2 separate regions of the Anas platyrhynchos genome follow, and region 1 is linked to region 2. Evidence: chromatin contacts called from public Hi-C data. All regions are on one chromosome and are shown on one strand. The core of a region is the stretch at or near the end of the contact, and the rest is flanking DNA. Distances in the headings are between cores, read along the strand shown. Region 1 overlaps MAMLD1 (mastermind like domain containing 1). Region 2 overlaps MAMLD1 (mastermind like domain containing 1).

Region 1 (2,950 bases), core at 85-2,584, 210 kb after region 2:
CTGGTGTCAGCTGAGGTAAAATTTTAGCCTTTATTTGGTAGGATTTTGCAGTGACTAGCAGACACTACTCTAGTGTCTCAAGCAAGCAGATTTTGAGCAGTGAAGGCAACCATAGCACAAATTTTGTTAGAGTAATCACATGACATTCCTCTAAACGTAACGTGATTATTCTAATGCACTTCCTCATTCTGCTTAAGATCTTGCAAACTATAAGGATGAGAACCTCCTGATGTAATCCTCTTCTGCTCTTATGTGGGGAATGTAAGCTGCTAGAGGAATACAACCAATCCCCATGTTCTAGATCACCCACAGTGTGTAGAAATGGGCCCTTTGAAATTATGAATACTGTTTTCTGATGTATCTTAGGCTTTAAGGTTTAAAACACCAAACATTAATTGCTGGTCAACATTACGCATCATAACACCTCACCCCCCGTAATGCCTGCTGCCTAAGCACAAAACAAGGCAGAGGTGCAAATTTCCATCAGAAATAGCCATTTGGTTAGTGTGATCTAGATTATCGCCACCATTGTGTGGTTATGCACCAGCAGGGAAGACCAACGCTTGACAAACGCTGCCAGGGCTCTCAGTGCTTTGGGGAGGTGCTGGCCCAGCCTGCCAGCCTCAGTGGGTGGCCCTCGCGGTGATTTCCCTGTGTTCCTGCTGCCACGGTGCTGGTCTGAGCTCCTGCGGCCTTACCCTCCTGCTGCTCAGTCGCCCTGCAGGGCAGGCTGCCCCTGGCCAAAAACTGGGCCAGGCCCCGGGCTGGTTTGGTCACTGGGCAGGTGTCTTCTCAGAAGCTGGTTGAGCAGGGCGAGCTCATTCTGCCTGCTCTGAATTGTTTCTGAGGCAAGGCCTCGGAGGTGGAAGGCTTTGAGTTAATACAGGCACTCCACAACTTGACCAGGTCCTTCTTTCCCTTCTCTCGTTTTAAGAGCTATCTTCATTTTTCTGAGGAACTTTATTTATTTATTTGGTAGCCAAACAAGGAAAAAAAAAAGTTTGAGATTGATCTATTAAAAGCTTTATTATCTTAGAGTTTTAAGGGAATAAAGCCTAACAATGGTACCTTGAATTTCCTCTGTCCTACATAGGATATGAAGTAGCAAGAAAGAAAAGATAGGAGTAACTGTCTCAGTGCCGGTCCAAGGAAGATAGAAAGAAAACTCAAAAACAAAAGTTTACAGTAGCTGTTAAACAAACACAAAAGCCATGATCTGCAGGTTACCCCTTTGCTGGAAAAAAAACCACTGATGCCTGCATTCTGGATTAACTTCAGAACATGTGAAAAACCCAAACTGCCACTTCTGAATGAGTTTCAGGAGCTTCACCAGACCTTGGTGCAAATGTTTGGCAGTCAGTGGGAGTCTGCTGGCTGACAGGGCTGGGTTTTGACCAGATCCCTGCAGAAGGCACCTACGTGGTGCCCTGCCACAGGAACGCACCCCGCTGCAGCTGGGCTTCTATGGCTTTGCCCAAGGGGACACGCAGTCAGCACATCGCTGAACATCACCGGGACGTGGGCAGTCATCACGCCAGGGCAGAACCCTCCATCAAGAACACCAAGGACTTGTGGTGTCTTAGTATTATTACTATACTTCACTTATGGATAACTTCCAATTTTCACTTCTCAGAATACAGCCCCCATCTCTGTAAAGCTTGCTCTCCCCATTCCTAAATACACAGCTTTATAACTCTGCATTTGTCCGCACTAACATGAACAGAGAGATTTGTTTGCACAGGCTGAGCTCTGAGCAGCCCAGATTCCCCTTCATGGGTGCCCTGACCAGATCATGACCTGCCAATTTTTATGTCAGCCATAGATACTAGCAATGATTTTACCCCCTGTTGTTCACATGTGAAAACATAGGGAGCTGGGCCTCCTTCGATTCCCCACGTAACCACAGTAAAAACAGTCCCACTGAAATGATGATGTCCCAATAACAACCACTTTTTAACATCTGTCAGTAAGTAGCACTTAATCCATTTAAGGTGGGCTTTACAGATATTGTAGAGTGTTTATTTATTTATTTGTTTTTATCAGAATGTCACACAGTAGTAAGTCAAATGCTGTACAAATGCCTAAGTATATTACGTTTATATACACAATAAACCCACTATTTTATCACCACAGTTTTACAAGCTTCCTGAGCTGCTAAATTCTTTTCTATTTTTTAACATTCCATGTCCAAGTTTTCAACCTTGAACAGTAACTGAAAAAATGGAAATTAAATAATTTACCAGTTTCAGATTCTAACCAGTAAATTGCTGTGAATTTGTAACCGCACTATCATTTTCATTGTACTACATTGGCCATTTAGGTGAATGATAACCCAGGAGACAGCACCATGCAGGGCTAGCAAACAAGTAAATCATTTAGATTGCACACTGCTTTCAACTGCAAAAGGGGCAGTAAATCTGTCCTGCCATTGCCTTCTCTTTTGTTGAATTTTCAGGATGGTGCAGTCTTCTCATTGAAACAAATAAAAAAAAAAATCTACAGATTTAATTTATTGTCTGGGTTTTGAGCATAATGACTAAGGCTGACCAATACAAGTCAATGCGCCAGAAGAATAGGTTTAGTCATTTAAGATCATGCCAGATAAAACATTCAGCTAGTTTTAAGCATACAAAGAAAATTCTGGTTACAGCATGGCACCATCTAATGGCTTTGGCTTTAACTGCAAGATCTCTCCATAGCTCTAAGTTGTGGAAGTGCAAACTGCCCTACTACACTTATTCTGCTCACATGTCCCTCCGTCTATCATAGTCACATAGAGGAAAAAAAAAAAAGGAAATAACATCAATTTAAAATATAAATCTGAGCAGGCAACTTACATGATAGAAGAAACTACAACCTATTTTCAAACCACAGCTGAATATTTTAGTTCCAAGATAAATATTTCAATACAAACAAAATTTATCTATACAAACAATGCACTGTTGTCTAC
Region 2 (2,942 bases), core at 309-2,808:
CCCAGGTGCCATGCTCAGGCACAGCAGTACCAGCACATTCCCCTTTCTCCATTTTCACATCCAGCCTCTACATTATTTATGATGTTTTGTTATTATTGGCAGGGAGAAGTATGTGTGTTATATCCAGCAATCTTAGCTAGGCCGTGCTTCCTTTGTTTTCAGAATGGAAGCCCACATCCTTTGTTTGAGAATCAATGTTATCGGGAGATAAGCACGAAGAAAATGGTTGTTGCCTTTTGACATCTGACAATTAGAAGCATGCTCAGATGGAGAAAACAGGATACAAGCCGTGCTTCAGAAGGCGCTGGGAGGCGTTTGGTGCCTGCGCCTGGGGCGCCTTTCCCCAGCAGCTCGCCACGAGGCAGGACCCTCCACCTGCCCAGATCCTCCTGGTGAGAGCCATTACCAAGAAGGCCACCGAAATTACTCATTTTTATGGTGCCTCCTTTTGTTGTAGCACTTTGGCCTATTATGCAAAAGCCCAATTGATGAAATGTAAATGCCCGCTAGATAATTTACTAAAAGACACAAACCTGCAGCTCATCACCGCTCATTATCATTCCCATTCATGGGCAGTCTCATAAGACCGGGCTTTATTAGTGGTGCTTTGCTTACAATTCTGCCGGACACCTCTCCTCCTCCTTCTCCCCTCCTACCCATTTTATTCCCTCTCTCCAAAAGAAAAAAAAAAAAAAGAGGGGAGGAAAAAAGTAAATATGATTTACTACAGTTGTAAATATGAAAGTTCATGTAAAGCTAGCGTTCTGCTTTCATGTCAGACAGTGTTCTGCAGCCACGGTTAAGCTCTGAATAATGCAGATTGCCTCTAGGGGAATATTTGAAAGTGCAGGGATTCAGTTTGTGTACTCTGCACATGAAAGACACTGAAATGTTCATACCACCAAAATCCCTGCCATCTATCCAATTTCCTCCCAACTTGTCTTGTTGCGTGCAGAGGGTCTGTGCTTACTGAAGCAAATGAGTTTAGTGCAAGGGCGATCATTCTGATGTCTAGCTCAGGGCTATTGCATTACCAAGTCGTAACATTAAAGGCTCTTTTCCTAATCATGTCCACCTCGTTCCAATTCTTCCTAAACATCATCAAGAAACTAATGTTGATTTTTCCATATTATTAATGCTAAAGAAGTGTAAATCACACCACTAATTGTGGCTCTTGTGCTGTGGCAATACAACAGCTTAATTGTATGGGATTTTCTGCAGGCATCCTATAGCAAATAATGACAATCAGCGAAGTTTATTTGCCAATACAGAGAATGGGCTCCTGAGTTTTTCAGAGCAAAGTTGTATAACACTTCATTAGCTGGTAAAGAAACAATCTATAGATACAAATTTTGCCTTGGGGGAAATTAGGACAAAATAGCCTAGATGGGAAGACAAGGAATGAATTCAAAATCTTTCTGTCTACAGTTCACATGTAGGTTAATCCAAAAAAAAAAAAAAAGTTCTCTTTTCCTCCTTTCACCGCTAGTGGGAACTGCTGTATTCCCTTACAACGAGAACCACCCGTGTCAACGTCACGGCTAAGAATAGCTCTGGTGTAGTCTAAAGGACGCTGCTATCTGTACCAAAGGTTAATGAACTTTAAGCATTTTTCCTTTTCATCACTCCCCTAGAAAAGTCACTTTTCCCATAGCGAGGCCAAGCCAAACATGCCAGAGTCTTAACTTGTCTATAGTTTGGACTCTCCCATTTCAAACCCCAAAGAGAGCGGAGAGAGGAGGGTTCTGGTGTCAATGCCGGGATGGGGACTTGCAGGTGTCTGCAGGGGATTCTTAGTCTTTGATATCTAAAATAATTGCGTTTGCATGTTGGCTTTTTTGGGGGGGGTCATTTTCCCCCTCAAAAACCCCCTAACAAAACCAGAAATCAGCAGTAGCCCAGCCCAGCAGCAGGCTACCCAGCGTGGGGTTTAGGGCTGTGCGTTTAGGAGCATGTGCTGGTGTTGCTGGCTGAACTGTTGGCAGCGCCTCCAAGCCCCTGCCCTATGTGGGGGCTTCCCAGATGGGCAGCTCCATTCGGGAAGGCACCGGGGCTACCACCCCAAGCACAGAGCAAGGAGAAAAGCACTAGGTGCAGGTTTGCAGGAGCATAAGCACACAGCGGTGAGACCCGTCCTGCCCGACAGCCCCGGGGCGCACATGGCACACTGCTGGGACTGCTGCAAATGGCTGTGCCCGACTGCAGCCAGCACGGGGCCGGGCCAAAAAAGACATTCAGGCACACACTTAATGCAAAGTGTGCAAACAGTCCCTCTGGGACCTACCGCGTGTATTTCTGCATCTACATCCTTCTAAAATCCTTTGCTGCTGAGCCCGACCTGCCCAGCCTCATCACATCCCACACGAGATGCACAACTGCAGTAAATAAGCACGGAGATGAATTGCTCTGCGTGAACACAGCTGATAAACTCCAGTCCTTACCACTTAGTTATACATCCAGTAATCACTTCTGTGGCTTCACTTAAGTGAGAATAAAGAAATTTATGGCCCCTAATTCCTCTGAATCCTCATTAACAAACAGTCCAAAAAGGATTTAAAAGCAAGACTTTCTGAGGATCTGAGCTGGAGCTTTAATCTCTCTTTGGCAAATATGTAACAATCCCTCTAATCTTTAATAAAGAGCATTCATTGTTTTTTAGGACTGCGTGAAAACAGTATACTCATTTATCATTATCAAACTTTCCCATCTGCTCTTACAGTGCAACTCTAAAGAATATAACAAAGAAATGTACATGTTAAATTGTATTGACTTAAGCCCAGAGCTATTGGAGATGTACAATTTATTTCAGCGAGGGCATGAAGGGGACTGCAGGCTGCTAGACAGAGTCATTTGTCCAGTGTTGAAAAGACAGTTATCTGCACCAAAATGGCTCTTGGAAAAGCACATTTGCTTTATAAGAAATAAGCTGCCAGGTGAGACCA

The links. A called contact is a pair of places that touch in the nucleus more often than the background predicts.
Region 1: a Hi-C map of skeletal muscle shows a contact between it and region 2, with 3 times the contacts expected there. The contact joins two enhancer-like sites. A contact is called at or near these places in 3 of 8 Hi-C or Micro-C datasets (liver, skeletal muscle and subcutaneous adipose tissue).

Annotation. Positions count from the first base shown.
Region 1 is chr10:10,750,332-10,753,281 of IASCAAS_PekinDuck_T2T, forward strand. All of the region lies in intron 2 of MAMLD1 (mastermind like domain containing 1), which reads right to left. Among named protein-coding and RNA genes, the nearest start is that of MAMLD1, 41 kb to the right of the region's middle. Within about 2 kb of position 1,335, at least 1 of the 8 cell types and tissues checked has an H3K27ac peak or open chromatin away from gene starts, as enhancers often do.
Region 2 is chr10:10,543,998-10,546,939 of IASCAAS_PekinDuck_T2T, forward strand. All of the region lies in intron 3 of MAMLD1 (mastermind like domain containing 1), which reads right to left. Among named protein-coding and RNA genes, the nearest start is that of MTM1, 20 kb to the left of the region's middle. Within about 2 kb of position 1,559, at least 5 of the 8 cell types and tissues checked have an H3K27ac peak or open chromatin away from gene starts, as enhancers often do.